Linked DNA regions of Canis lupus: region 1 is linked to region 2. A link is a contact called in public Hi-C data. All regions are on one chromosome and are shown on one strand. Each heading gives the region's core, a stretch centred on a gene start, on an enhancer-like site or on the middle of the called end of the contact. The rest is flanking DNA. Distances are from core to core; before and after follow the strand shown. Region 1 holds the start of LOC119877882 (histone H2B type 1-C/E/F/G/I). Region 2 holds the start of ABT1 (activator of basal transcription 1).

Region 1 (7,682 bases), core at 4,147-6,646, 700 kb after region 2:
GGGCGGTCGGGTAACTGAGTGATGGGCATTAAGGAGGGAATATGATGTGATGAGCACTGGATGTTATAATATATGTTAGCAAATTGAATTTAAATTTAAAAAAAAAATTTAATAAAGGATGGTATCTCAAACGCACAGTTTTCCAGAAAACAGAGAAAGTTCTAGTGAGAGAGTGGGGATTGGGCTGTTGTCTCTAGCCTAGCCTGCACTAACACCACACCCCCAGGCCCTTAAAGTCTTTAGCTAGAGGTGCATACCAGGTGCACCCCTTCAAAGCAGCCCTACCTGAGCAACCAAAGATATCAGCCTCTCTAAATCAGCACCACAAAGCTGGTCTCCAGCCTGTCTGGATAGCAACAGAAGAAAACCTTGCCGCTAATGGGACAAGGCCAAAGGAAGTTCCTGTGAGTTCAGACGCCCTAATGGTGAGGGAAAGAGCTGTGGGATGTGGTCATCCCATCTAGACTAATGGAGTCCATTGGGTGACTCTTTACTATTCCTCTTTTTTTTCCTTCTATTGCTGTTATTCATTGTTGTATAATGAATTACTGCCCCCTCCCCCCAAAAAGCAACTTAGCAGCTTAAAACAACAAATTTGTTATTTCACACAGCTTCGGAAGTTTGGAAAACAGAGAATGGCTTAGGTGGGTGATCTGGTTCACGGTCTATCAAGAGTCAAGGTGACTGCAGGGACCATGGTCACCTGAGGATTGGCTGGGGCTGGACATGGTTCACTCCCATAGGTACTGGTAGTTCTTCACAGACTGTTGGAAAAGGACTGTTGGTTTGGGATCATGTGGGTCTCTCCACAGGGGTGCCTGAGTATCCTCCCAACAAGTCAGCCAGAAGCCACCAGAGCAAGTGGCCTGAGAGAGAGAGGGAGAGAAAACAAGGAGGAAACACCACCCTCTGTGACCTAGCCTCCAAAACAGCTCTCTATCACTTTGACTTTATGCCATTTGCTTTGTCCTGTTCCTTAGAAGCCCGTACCTAAGTCCAGCCCCAACTCCAGAGGAGAAGAATTGGCTCCATTTTTTGAAAGTAAGAATATCAAAGAATTTTTGAACATGTCCTAAAACCACCTTTTCTCTGTCCAAACTTAGCCTTCAAATAGGATATATCTTCACTGATGTACAGACTCCCAATTCCAGTAATTGCCCTTTCTGAGGAGCCGGGAAACATAACAACCTAGCTTCTGCCCTGGTCTTTTCACTTAAAGGAAAACAGGTTTTTCTGCCCCTAGCTCCCCCTCAACACCCACCCCCGCAGTAATTCCCCTTTATTTTCCTGCAGCCATTGGAGGCTTATCCAGATCTTCCATCTTAGGGTTTATTGAAAGAATCCTAAACAAATTGACCAACTTTGTCCCCTATTATTGGATACTTTGGGAGAAGATAAGCTTTTCTAGAGCTAGTGAGGGAGCGGTGATAGGCCCTGTTTAAACCCCGCTGCTGTCAATTTCACATACAAAAGGTAAGTAAAGATATTTTGGAAACTGTAAAGCTTTATATAATTGTTGTTGTATTTTATCTGCTCACCATGGGAATGAAAATAGTGGTGATGATGTACATCTAGGATGAAAGGTATAATGCACACAGTGGTAAGCACTCAGTGACTACCTATGGCTGACAGGGAACTGTCTTGTGTCTAAAAGACAGTTAATCAGCAACACATTCACTCAACTAGAATTTAATGAGCACCTGCTGTTAAGTCAAACTTTACTGTTTTAGGGATACAAGAGTAAACACAACGAGAAAAATCTTGGCCTTAGGACATGTATATTATATGGGGAGAGAAAGTTGGGCAAAAACTTATTATTTTTTTAAAGATTTTATTTATTCATGAGAGACAGAGAGGCAGAGGCACAGGCAGAGGGAGAAGCAGGCTCTTTGCAGGAGCACGATGTGGGACTCCTCCCAGACCCCGGGACCACACCCTGAGCCAAAGGCAGACACAACCACTGAGCCACCCAGGTGTCCCAGTGGGGCAAAATTTATGACTTTTAGACTTAGGTTCACACGTGATTTGAAGGGAACACTTCTGAGTATTTCATAGAAATATGTTGTCCTCTAAGGGACAATGTTTACAGGAAAGCTCGAGTAGAGAAGGGTTATTACCACCCAAATGGTCTCTGTGGTTGTACTCCAGGGAAGTCACTATTGTCAGGTTGTTGGGAGTCCAGTCTTGAGCAACCAGGTATTGAAATCATGCTGCCTGCAGTTTGCTCCTCATGCATACTCTATATTACCAGGCTCCTGGAAGCTGGCAAATAAGACCCAGAGAGAGGGCCAATTCACCGATTTTACAGTATTGTAGTTTAGAATGGGTGTGAAGGAAAATGAACATTTCAGAGCCTTATCCTATAGTTACCAGATGTTAATGCTAAACAATGAGAAAGTCAATTCTCATAAGAAATGGTCTTAACACTAGCTCATTTTATTGGTAAAGAGAGCTATGACTGCAGGCAAATTTTTGGAGTTGTATAAAAGAAATTGAGTGTCAATAAGAAAATGTGAGGCCTGCACACCTGCTAGATCCTAGACAGGATACCAGCACTGCCGGAGTTCAGCTTAGAGGCACTCCACACCTCTTGGGAACCTCGACAACTCAAAGCATTTTCTCTATGGAACAAGTAGAACTAGAATAGAACCTGCAACGTGCCCTTCTGCCATGCTGTGGGTATATGCCAGAAGGGAAGGACAACTCTGCTCCCAGCCTGACTGTATCAGATGTGGGGGCGGAAGGTACCAGTGCTTATGCTGAATCTCCTCTTATTTGGTGAGAAGGTGGTTAAGTCCCTTTGCTGCGAAACACTTTACGTATGGGACTACCCAAGGGATCAAGGCCGGGCCGGGGAGGGGGGGGGGGAGAAGTCTGCAGACTGTAGCCGTTAAAAACTAGCTATTCGGCAACTGCTTCCATAGTAGTTAACGTATAGAGACAAGGCGTGGCCTTCCCAAATGACAAGTTCTACATACAGGAAACAGGATGCGGTGGTTGCTGAAGACCAGGTTACAGCGCTCCGGTGGCGCTCGCAGGACCTTTCACTAGGTTCGCACTTCAAGGAACACCCAGCCCAGGAGTACAACAGCCGCTCTCGGTGAAAATGAAAGTGGCTCTGAAAAGAGCCTTTGGGAGGGACAAGCTTTGGAAAGACCGTTTACGCCCTCTCCCCGCGGATGCGGCGCGCCAGCTGGATGTCCTTGGGCATGATGGTGACGCGCTTGGCGTGGATGGCGCAGAGGTTGGTGTCCTCGAAGAGCCCCACCAGGTAGGCCTCGCACGCCTCCTGCAGCGCCATGACGGCCGAGCTCTGGAAGCGCAGGTCGGTCTTGAAGTCCTGCGCGATCTCGCGCACCAGGCGCTGGAACGGCAGCTTGCGGATCAGCAGCTCCGTGGACTTCTGGTAGCGCCGGATCTCGCGCAGGGCCACCGTGCCGGGCCGGTAGCGGTGCGGCTTCTTGACGCCGCCGGTGGCCGGCGCGCTCTTGCGGGCCGCCTTGGTGGCCAGCTGCTTGCGCGGGGCCTTGCCGCCCGTCGACTTGCGCGCCGTCTGCTTCGTGCGAGCCATGGGCTGGTGCTTGTACTGCGAAAACCGGCAACTGGAGAGTTGCTGCCGGGACCAGACTTTATACGGACAATCCCCTCCTGATTGGTCACAACTGTCGAGGAAGTAACCTGATTGGTTCTTAATCCAATCCTCATTGGAGTCCTATGGTCTCCCAAACGGCTTCGTTTTCCATACTAATGATTTTAGTCATATTCCCTATTTTTATAGGAAAAAAACTACTTTCCTCCACCCTGTCTACTGTTCTCAACCAAAACGTTAAGATTTCGCCAGTGAAAGGGAATCGGACCTGGAATTTTGGAAGTCAGCGCCAAAATTGTCCTTAAAAAAAATGCATTTTAATTTCAGCCTTTCCCCCTTTGGCTATAGTATGGGATAAAATTGGGGTCCCTGGGTGGCGCAGCGGTTTAGAGCCTGCCTTTGGCCCAGGGCGCGATCCTGAGACCCGGAATCGAATCCCACATCGGGCTCCCAGTGCATGGAGCCTGCTTCTCCCTCTGCCTGTGTCTCTGCCTCTCTCTCTCTGTGACTATCATAAATAATAAATAAAAAGTTCAGTTTCATGAGAGCATTATTAAGACCAACTTTTATTTATTTTAAAGATTTTAGGTATTTATTTATGAGACAGAGTAGCAGAGACATAGGCAGAGGGAGAAACATTCTCCTCGCAAGGAGCCTGATGCAGGCCTCCATTCTGAATTCGGGGATCACGCCCTGAGCTGAAGGCAGATGCTCAACCTCTGAGCCACCCAGGGGTCCCAAGACCTACTTTTAGTGATGGTATGGAGACCTAGAACAAAAGCGCTTTATTTTTACTTTTTGTTGTTGTTTTTGAACAAGTTTTAAGACTGGTGTGGAAGCCGCCTGGAGCACCAAATCTTTCCTTTGCCCTGCCTACTGTGGTGAGAGGTTGATAGGTGTTAGAAATTATTAACTTATTTTGATGCTATCAAATAGATTACAGTAAACGTGGCTTCATGGCTCTATAGTTGAACAAACGGAGTTGGAAGGACTTTTACCAGAAATGGCCAAGTCAAAAGGGAGACTAGGTATTGTCCCTAACACTTAGGTTATCGGTGGTTAAAGTTTCAAAAGTGTTCAGGTTCTTCCTCAGAAGTAGTGGGTGGCTCTGAAAAGAGCCTTTGGTTTGAATTGTTGCCCTCGAAACCTTACTTGCCCTTGGCCTTGTGGTGGCTCTCGGTCTTCTTGGGCAGCAGCACGGCCTGGATGTTGGGCAGGACGCCGCCCTGCGCGATGGTCACGCGGCCCAGCAGCTTGTTGAGCTCCTCGTCGTTGCGGATGGCCAGCTGCAGGTGGCGCGGGATGATGCGCGTCTTCTTGTTGTCGCGGGCCGCGTTGCCCGCCAGCTCCAGGATCTCGGCCGTCAGGTACTCCAGCACGGCCGCCAGGTACACCGGCGCGCCCGCCCCGACCCGCTCCGCGTAGTTGCCCTTGCGGAGCAGGCGGTGGACGCGGCCCACCGGGAACTGGAGCCCGGCCCGCGACGAGCGCGTCTTGGCCTTGGCGCGAGCCTTGCCGCCCTGCTTCCCGCGTCCCGACATAGTGAGTTACTAATAGCGTTTGTTAAGGGTGGCTAGAGCCCCACGTTCAGAAATGCACTTTTTATAGCTCCTCCTGGGCGCGAAAAGGATGTTATAAGATTGGCTAACATTTCATTTCAATTTAGACCAATGGAAACGCAACTCCGTAGAGTGACTATCTTGATTGGGTCAAACTGTGACGTGATGTCACCCAAGGTAATCTCCAATCACCAGCGACCCTCCCCGTCTCCTTTGCATAAGTCATTATAATTGAAGAGGTGCGTTGCCCTGGTTCACTTTGCTTTCCTGCCGGTCACCATGCCCGAGCCCGCCAAGTCCGCGCCGGCCCCGAAGAAGGGCTCCAAGAAGGCGGTGACCAAGGCGCAGAAGAAGGACGGCAAGAAGCGCAAGCGCAGCCGCAAGGAGAGCTACTCGGTGTACGTGTACAAGGTGCTGAAGCAGGTGCACCCCGACACGGGCATCTCGTCCAAGGCCATGGGCATCATGAACTCGTTCGTCAACGACATCTTCGAGCGCATCGCGGGCGAGGCGTCGCGCCTGGCGCATTACAACAAGCGCTCGACCATCACGTCCAGGGAGATCCAGACGGCCGTGCGCCTGCTGCTGCCCGGGGAGCTGGCCAAGCACGCCGTGTCCGAGGGCACCAAGGCCGTCACCAAGTACACCAGCTCCAAGTGAGCGTTCTCCGAGGCACCATCCAACCCAAAGGCTCTTTTCAGAGCCATCTACACTCGCAGAGAAAGCAGCTGGTGCATTTCGCCTGCAGTATAACTGTTTGGGGCTAGGTTGAGAGAGGGGAGATCGCTGGTAAAACATTGGGTAAGCGTTTATTTAGGCTCACTATCAATGCAAATTTAGTACGGGTTCTTTGACGCTCTTTGGGAAGAGGGTTTCAGTTTTGTGCTCTGCCGCAATAGAAATTTCGCCTTTGATTACGCTTCATCAAGGAATCCCCGGATACTGAGCCTGGAGGATTGGCGGCAGATCCCTCCGGTAAGCAACCCTGCTCCATGGAGGGCAGTTCCCTAACTTAATCGTGTTCCTGAAGTCCTCGGCATCCTACTCCTCCCCTCTTGTCTTTGCTTTTTCCGGGGTTGATTTTTTTTCTTTCCTCTTCCATCCTTGAGAAACCCAGAGTGGTGCGTTAGGATTCGTTGTCCTCTTCTGCCATCGTGCGGCAAGAGGCGGAGGCAGCGGTCGAAGATTGTCTCCAGGTTCCAATGAACCTGCCTAAATGGCTCTCCTCAGAAGTTCAAAGTCCTGGGGACAGCCGTGAGCTGTAGGTAGGTACAGTCACTAGTTCTGTCTCTCTTTAACCACTGGATTTAACTGAGTTTCTCCAACAGTCACTCGTGCACACGACAGCGGGAAAGCCCAAGAGGAGAGCAAAAGTCATGGTGATTATTGCCATCTGGTCAAAGCTGCCAAAGAAAAATCAAAATACTCCCTACAATTTTTAAGAAATTGAGGTATAAAGAGGGTTATGCACTCTCAATTTCTGGTCCTGAAAGTAATAAATGTTTTAATGTTTCCTGTAAACCAAAACACCTGATGGAACTCATACCCCTGATTTTGCTGAGCTGCCCTTTGAAGACACCTCAGCATTTACGAATATGATTACATGTAACTAAACTGTACTTTATCCATCATGAACAGGTCAGTATAAACTTGGTAACCTTGGTCATTTTGCAGTTCCCTCTGTCCTTTTAAATATGCGTGCTTCCCCCAAGTTTTACTCTTGCTTCTCTTTGCAGGTAGTCTTTGTTTCCAAATGTTTGTCTTAGCCCTCCTTTGACACTTTTACTGCCTAACCAAATCCAAACATCCGATCAAAATGCTTGCATTAGCTTTCTGGTGTTGCCACAACAAAATACCATTTACTTGGCTGGTTTAAATAACCTACTCGGACAGCCCGGGTAATTCAGCGGTTTAGCGCCGCCTTCAGTCCAGGGCATGATCCCGGAAACCCAGGATCGAGTCCCACGTCGGGCTCCCTGCATGGAGCCTGCTTCTCCCTCTGCCTGTGTCTCTGCCTCTCTCTGCCTCTCTCTGTGTCTCTCATGAATAAATAAATACAATCATAAATAAATAAATAAATAAATAAATACTCATTTCCTCGTGGTTCTGGGGGCTACAAGTCCAAGATCCAGGTGTGAGCAGGGTTGGCTCCCCTTCTTGGCTTGCACCTGTGTCCTCATGTGGCCCATTTCGGTGTTTGCACACCTCTGGAGTCTCTTCTAAGAACATTAGTGCTATTGGATTAGGATCCTCCTTATGATTTCATCTAACTTTAATTACCTCTTAAAGGCCATGTCACACTGGGGTTAGGGCTCAACTATGAATTTTGAGCGAACACAATTCAATCCATAACAGCACATAAGGTCATTTTACTCTCAGCCTTCTATTCCAAATTATCTTTCATAAAATACTTCCCTTTAGCTCAAGCTGCAGCTAAAGACAGTCGTGCTGTCCACCTAACCAGAGATTTAAAGTCAAATATTCACAAGGGCCCACCCCATAAGAGCGAAACTGGCTGGATGCTAGAAACCAGG
Region 2 (7,095 bases), core at 3,015-5,514:
AGTTGGAACAAATAGTCTTAAGATTTATGTGGAATCAGAAAAGACCCCAAATAGCCAGGGGAATATTGAAAAAGAAAACCGGAGCCAGGGGCATCACAATGCTGGATTTCAAGTTGTACTACAAAGCTGTGATCATCACGACAGTGCGCTACTGGTACAAATACAGACATATAGATCAACGGAACAGAATAGAGAATCCAGAAATGGGCCCTCAACTCTATGGTCAACTAACTAATATTCGGCAAAGCAGGAAAGACTATCCACTGGAAAAAGGACAGTCTCTTTAGTAAATAGTGCTGGGAAAATTGGACATCCACATGCAGAAGAATGAAACTAGACCATTCTCTTACACCATACACAAAGATAAACTCAAAATAGATGAAAAATCTAAATGTGAGACAAAAATCCATCAAAATCCTAGAGGAGAACACAGGCAACACCTTTTTTTGAACTTGGCCACAGCAGTGTCTTGCAAGATACATCCATGAAGGCAAGGGAAACAAAAACAAAAATGAACTATTGGGGCTTCATCAAGATAAAAAGCTTCTGCACAGCAAAAGGAACAGTCAACGAAACTAAAAGACAACTTACAGAATGGGAGAAGGTATTTGCAAATGACGTAACAGATAAAGGGCTAGTATCCAAGATCTATAAAGGAACTTATTATAACTCAGCAGCAAAGAAACAAACAACCCAGTCATGAAATGGGCAAAAGACATGAACAGAAATCTCACAGAGGAAGACATAGACATGGCCAACAAGCACATGAGAAAATGCTCTGCATCACTTGCCATCAGGGAAATACAATCAAAACCACAATGAGATACCACCTCACACCAGTGAGAATGGTGAAAATTAACAAGACAGGAAACAACAAATGTTGGGAGAGGATGTGGAGAAAGGGGAACCCTCTTACACTATTGGTGGGAATGGGAACTAGTGCAGCCACTCTGGAAAACTGTGTGGAGGTTCCTCAAAGAGTTAAAAATAGACCTGCCCTACGACCCAGCAATTGCACTGCTGGGGATTTACCCCAAAGATGCAGGTGCAGTGAAAAACCGAGATACCTGCACCCCAGTGTTTATAGCAGCAATGTCCACAATAGACAAACTGTGGAAGGAGCCTCAGTGCCCATTAAAATATAAATGGATAAAGAAGATGTAGTCTATATAAACAATGGAATATTACTCAGCCATTAGAAACGACAAATACCCAGCATTTGCTTCAACATGGATAGAAATGGAGGGTGTTATGCTGAGTGAAGTAAGTCAATCAGAGAAGGACAATCATTACATGGTTTCATTCACACAGGGAATATAAAAAATAGTGAAAGGGATTAAAGGGGAAAGGAAAGAAAATGAGTGGGAAATCTCAGAGGGGGTGACAGAACATGAGAGACTCCTAACTGGGAAATGAGCAAGGGGTAGTGGAAGGGGAGGTGGGCAGGGGGCACTTGATGGGATGAGCACTGGGTGTTATACTATGCTGGCAAATCGAACGTTAATAAAAAATATACAAAAAAAAAAAAAGAATAAAGTAAAAAAATTTAAGAAAATAAAAACCTAAAACAGACAGTAAAAAGCACAAAGCTTAAGTGTTTAAAGGTATTAATTATTTAATGTATCTCTATGATCACCACTCCATCCGTTTTAGAACATTCCTAGCATTTTTGTTCACCTATTTTAAAAATAGTGAAAAACCACTGAGATAAACATTATTTAAAGTATTCTAAGAAGCCACACCTCAGATCCTTCGATAGCTCAGTTGGTAGAGCGGAGGACTGTAGATGTTGAGTCACGTGGGCATCCTTAGGTCGCTGGTTCGAATCCGGCTCGGAGGACTGTACCTTTTGAAAGGTTTTCATTGACGCAGCAAGTCTGGACCCTTAATGAAAGTTAAGAAAACTTTTTGTTTGTTTGTTTTGTTTTGGTTAAGAAAACTTGAACACAGTTGGGCAGGTTGTCGTTTGTGCTCACAGATGAACTCGTAGGCCTGAAAATAACAACAAAAAATAAAGGATCCTCAGGTTCGTACAAAAGAAGCTGCTTATGTAAGACAGGGTCTCCTGGGAGACTGACTTTTCATGAAGTTTTGGAAAGGGTCATGCGGAGTCTGGAGAAGCAGAAAGCAGGCTTGGCCCAAGGTTTTCATTTTATTTTGGAGGTCCTTTTGGATGGCCTTTCTGGGCTCTCTGTTGATATTCAAGTGAATAAACATTTTATTGATGACAACTTCAAATACACACAGGTGGAGAAAACAGCACAAATTACCATCATAGGCATCACACCTGTACAACTAGCATCATCTATACCCCTTCATGCCCCCTTCCCACCCCCGACCTTGTGAAGCAAAACCTAGACGTGTGCTCTCACTTCATCCACCGCGGCTCCGTGTTTTGAAGAGGTAAAGATTATTATTTTTTTTAATTTTTAAAAAAATGTTTATTTACTTATTTATCCGTGAGAGACCCACAGAGAGGCAGAGACACCGGCAGAGGGAGAAGCAGGCTCCCCGCAAGGAGCCCGATGTGGGATTCAATCCTGGACCCCCAGGATCTCGCCCCGAGCCAAAGGTAGACGTTCAACCACTGCGCCGCCCAGGCGTCCCTGAAGACCTTAGAATTAAATGCGGGACCGAGTCTGTATCTCTTAGCGCCCCCATCCTTCCTCCAAAAAAGCAGCGGCGGGCGGCGGGCAACTGATAGAAAATCCCGTTATAAAATTAATGAAACTAGTGTAAGCACCGGAGAAGTCTGGTTTATTCGATCTTTCGTCCTCTTTATCAAAGAGCTAGGCGCCGTGTTCAGGCAGAAATACACTGGGAGGGACGCCTGGGTGGCTCAGTGGATGAGCGCCTCCCTTCAGCCCAGGGCGGGGTCCCACATCGGGCTCCCTGCATGGAGCCTGCCTTTCTCTCTCTGTGTCTCTCATGAATAAATGAATAAAATCTTAAACAAACAAACAAACAAAACAAAAAAGCCCACAAAACACTGGGAGAGCCTTCCCCTCGGATGATAGCTCGACCCCGTGCCCCTGCTGCAGTCCTCCGGCTTCGTGTGCGCACACGTCCGTCTCAGCGGGATGGGAAATTTTGTCCGGCTGCAGCGAGGGCGGGTTTATATTATCCTCACACTCGCCCGGGGCCCCTTCTAGAAAGCCGGCTGCACCGCTGTCCACATTGGTAGCCTCGGGGCTTTGCATTTGGCCCTGCAGCAGGTGCAAAGGCGGGGGCGAAGGGGTAGGGGCGTGGCGGGGAACCGCGGCGCCAAGAGCAGGTGAACGGCGCCCCCTCCCGGACGGTTTCTGCGCCACGGGAGAGGTCTCGGAGGCGGTAGGGAGGGGGCTGGGCGGGGGTGGCCGGGACTGCAGCAGGGGCACGGGGTCGAGCAGGGGCACCGGGTCCTCAGGGGCGTGAGCATCGCCGGCCCGGAGGTTCCTTACTCCCGGCCTCTAGCAGGGCAGGGCCCAGGGGGCCAGAGTTAGAGCAGCGCGACGCCCCGGGTCGCCAGGGCCGAGGGGACACAGGAAACCATGTGTTCGTAACATCAATATGAATCACGTGTCAATACAAAGCTATGACAGGCGCCGAAATAACGTTTTTAAAACCAGAGAAGTAACTGTTGCATATTAACTGTTGCACATTTTTTTGGTAATCCTATTCACAAAATCAAACTTATAATTAATATTTTAAAGCAAACAAAAGGTTTTACACTAAATGAGGTCACAATTGAAATCTTTAAAACTTCTCTAAATTTCCGAAACGTGTATTTTCAAAGCTAAACTACATTTCCAAAACCTAAAGACATTCAGAGCGCTCGGATTCTCAAAAAAATAACTGAAACGTCAAAACTCCAGACAATTTTAAAAACTGAAAGTTAAGTCCACTTTGAAAGGTGGTATCATCTCCCAACCGGAGTCTTGCCCAGGTCCGTAGGTCAAATGTCGGGTTGATGGCTAAGACACAGAAACCTCGCCCGACTTCCCAAAGCTTTGCAACGTATCCAGAAGAGGCCGCCTCCTGCGTGTTTCCACGCAGCCGAGGCGTTCTCTAGGGTAAGTGACCCCCGGGGACCAACTCCTCCACTCCCGCCTCCCCATCGCCAGCCGCAGCCGGCTTCACCATCTCGCCTTTGATCCCGCCTTCCCGCTTCGAATCCCGCGGCCGACCAGGCCCCCACTTCCGCTTGCTGCGTCCAATCCGGTCCTTCTATGTACTATGACGTCATCTCCCCGCCCTTCGCCGCCGGCCGGCGCACGCGGTGTGCGGCAGGACGGCGCGGCGCTTTACGGCTGTCGTACGTCTCATCGGCGCCAGCATGGAGGCAGAGGAGTTGGAGAAGGAAGCTGTGGGGCAGGAGCCTCTGGAAGGGACAGACCAGAAAGCAGAGGCAGAGGAGGAGCAGGAGGAATCTGAAGAGGCGGCGTGTGGCGCCAAGAAGCGGGTGGTGCCGGGTATTGTGTACTTGGGCCACCTCCCGCCCCGCTTTCGACCTCTGCATGTACGGAACCTTCTCAGCGCGTTCGGAGAGGTTGGACGCGTTTTTTTCCAGCCCGAGGGTAAGAGCGCGGGCCCTGGATGTTCGGGAAGGGGGTGGGTTCCCTGGCGCGGAAGCCAGGGCGCTGCGGGGGCACGGGGCTCCAGGCCGGCGCCCGACTCCCTTGGTCATCAGCGGAGCTCTCAGCTTTCAGGAGGCGGGATCGGGGGTGGATAGCTCAGTAACACACGATGAGTAGTTCTTGCTTGGATGGTTAATTTGGGCTTGTCGTGTCGATTCCGCACGCCCCCGTTTCCTGAACCGGATTTGCCGGCTTGTTAATGAGTTCACCCTGAATAAAAATCTGAGGCTTTTTCAAACACAACGGCACCCATCACCTCTGCTCTCGTGACCTGAGTCTAGAAACAGACTCAGGACGGGTGTATGGCCAGGTGACCCCAGCTTTCGTCTGAGCTCTGGTTGAATTGGGTTTGGGGGCGTGTGCGAGTTTTAAATAGAATGTCCTGAGCCGATCTGATGCAGAAGTTGACGTTTGAAGAAAAGATTGAGTTTGACGTAGGGAAATGGCGTACGGGGAAAGGCCTTGCGGTGGGTTCCTGGCCCGAGGGGTCGTAGATGAAGTTGACTGGGTGCCACGTCGGCCTCCTAAACCACTGCTGTGCCTTTGGTTCACAGACGGGTTCGTGAGGCGCAAGAAGAAGGCAGTGTCAGCCTCAGCCACGGGAGGGAAAAAGCGGTCCAAGTACAGCAAGGACTACACCGAGGGCTGGGTGGAGTTCCGGGACAAGCGAGTAGCCAAGCGTGTGGCGGCCAGTCTTCACAACACGCCCATGGGAGCCCGAAGGCGCAGCCCCTTCCGTTACGACCTATGGAATCTCAAGGTGAGGGGGGTTAGGCTCTCCTGCCGCATCTCATCCTCCCACCTCCCCAGCCCCAGCCTAGGCACCTCATTCCCTCTTGCTGGCCTCACTCTCTCTCTTCACCTCTGCATTCCTGACATATCTTACCTGGATCTTTTCCTGTTTTCCTGTCCACAGTACCTGCACCGTTTCACGTGGTCCCACCTCAGCGAACATCTTGCCTTTGAGCGCCAGGTGCGCAGGCAGCGCCTCAGGGCCGAGGTTGCCCAGGCCAAGCGTGAGACTGACTTCTATCTTCGAAGTGTGGAACGGGGACAGCGCTTCCTTGCTACTGATGGGGACTCTTCCCGCCCGAATGGCTCCTGGAACTTTGCCCAGCGTCCTACTGAGCAAGAGCTGAGAGCCCGGAAGGCAGCTCGGCCTGGAGGAAGTGAACGGGCTCGCTTAGCTAATGCCAAGGACCAGGCTCGTTCCAACCGAGGGCTGCTTGCCAAGATCTTTGGAGCTCCACCACTTTCAGAGAGCACAGAGGAACCCTCACTAGTCAGGGACTCTTAAAAGGGAGAGAGACCCTTTTCATCTCCTGGCCCTGCTTCCTGTCTACATGATAATGACTACTCAGGCAGACATTTCATTTCTAAGACCAGGAATCTCTAGTGGGTGCTTAGACATAGACGTCTTATGGATCTCTGGTCCCCCCTCCAACTCCTGTTGCCTGGCTGAGGCACCTAATTCATACTAGCATGAGTATGACTAACTGCACATTCCTATTTTGTTTGATTCTTGACTGTCTGCTTCCTGCCCAATAGGCTCTTCTAAAAATCCCACTTTCTGGACCCAGGAAGAGCCTTTACTTCATGCTGGAGTGATAATATCTAATGCAGAAAGCTATTTTACTAACTTAGGTGAAGGGCAACAGCACCATCCTTTCTATTTAGATAAGATTAACAGGGACGGGTTAATGGGGTGGGACTGCATTGGGAGCCACCTTCCAAATGTTTGTATAGAAAAGAAAAAAATGTGTTTGTAGTTTATTGGAAATGGGAGGCGTTTTGTAAGTTCTGACTTCTGTCTCTTCATGTCCTGTTCACTCCCCTTAACTTCATCCCCTGGTCTCAGAGACACCATTCCTCCCTGACCCCTCTCAATTCAGCCTGGGACCTTTTCTATCTATCAAATTAATTTCTTAGCCCATTTTATCAGTTATCTAACCCAGCATTTACTAAGTCACTGTATGAGGACACAGGAATGGTAGGTAATATAATACATGGCCCTTGGCATTAAGTTATAGACCACTAGAAAGAGACAGATACATAAGAAATAAATATACAGAGGTACTACAGGCATCATTGTAGATATATATAAGGGATAAAGTAGGGGCCATGGGAGGGCATGGTTGACTCTATCTTGGATGGTAAGCCATGCTTAATATGGAGCTGATTCTGAATCACAGTCTTCCAGAGATGGATCACTTTCACCGGGTTTCTAGATCATTCCTGAAAAGTGAATTTAAAATCGAAATTAACTTGGTTTAGTCCTGATGTTGGAAACAAAGCTCCATGGATGGAGTGTTTGGTTCAAGAAACCATTGTAAAGGCAGACAAAACCTAGGAGGTAGTCAGGCCCAAATGATGCCCCTCAGGGGCACTTTTATGAATTAAGGCTTAGATGAGGGCGGGTTCACAAACAATATTCAAAGCAGCTCTGGAGGCCACAGAGTCTATGTTAGCCATGAAGAGA

Evidence for each region. A called contact is a pair of places that touch in the nucleus more often than the background predicts.
Region 1: a Hi-C map of blood shows a contact between it and region 2, with 5 times the contacts expected there. The contact joins the promoter of LOC119877882 here to the promoter of ABT1 in region 2. A contact is called at or near these places in 2 of 9 Hi-C or Micro-C datasets (amygdala and blood).

The regions. Positions count from the first base shown.
Region 1 is chr35:26,537,639-26,545,320 of UU_Cfam_GSD_1.0, forward strand. LOC119877882 (histone H2B type 1-C/E/F/G/I) reads left to right here and starts at 5,397. Exons shown (of 1, transcript XM_038584437.1): 1 at 5,397-5,839. The coding sequence starts at 5,428. The coding sequence ends at 5,808. H2AC17 (histone H2A type 1-E) reads right to left here and starts at 5,145. Exons shown (of 1, transcript XM_038584434.1): 1 at 4,365-5,145. The coding sequence starts at 5,130. The coding sequence ends at 4,738. LOC119877881 (histone H3.1) reads right to left here and starts at 3,992. Exons shown (of 1, transcript XM_038584432.1): 1 at 2,868-3,992. The coding sequence starts at 3,571. The coding sequence ends at 3,161.
Region 2 is chr35:25,834,332-25,841,426 of UU_Cfam_GSD_1.0, forward strand. It overlaps ABT1 (activator of basal transcription 1), which reads left to right and starts at 4,265. Exons shown (of 3, transcript XM_038584400.1): 1 at 4,265-4,556; 2 at 5,171-5,376; 3 at 5,533-7,095. The coding sequence starts at 4,316. The coding sequence ends at 5,913. It overlaps TRNAY-GUA (a tRNA gene), which reads left to right and starts at 1,750; the gene lies at 1,750-1,840.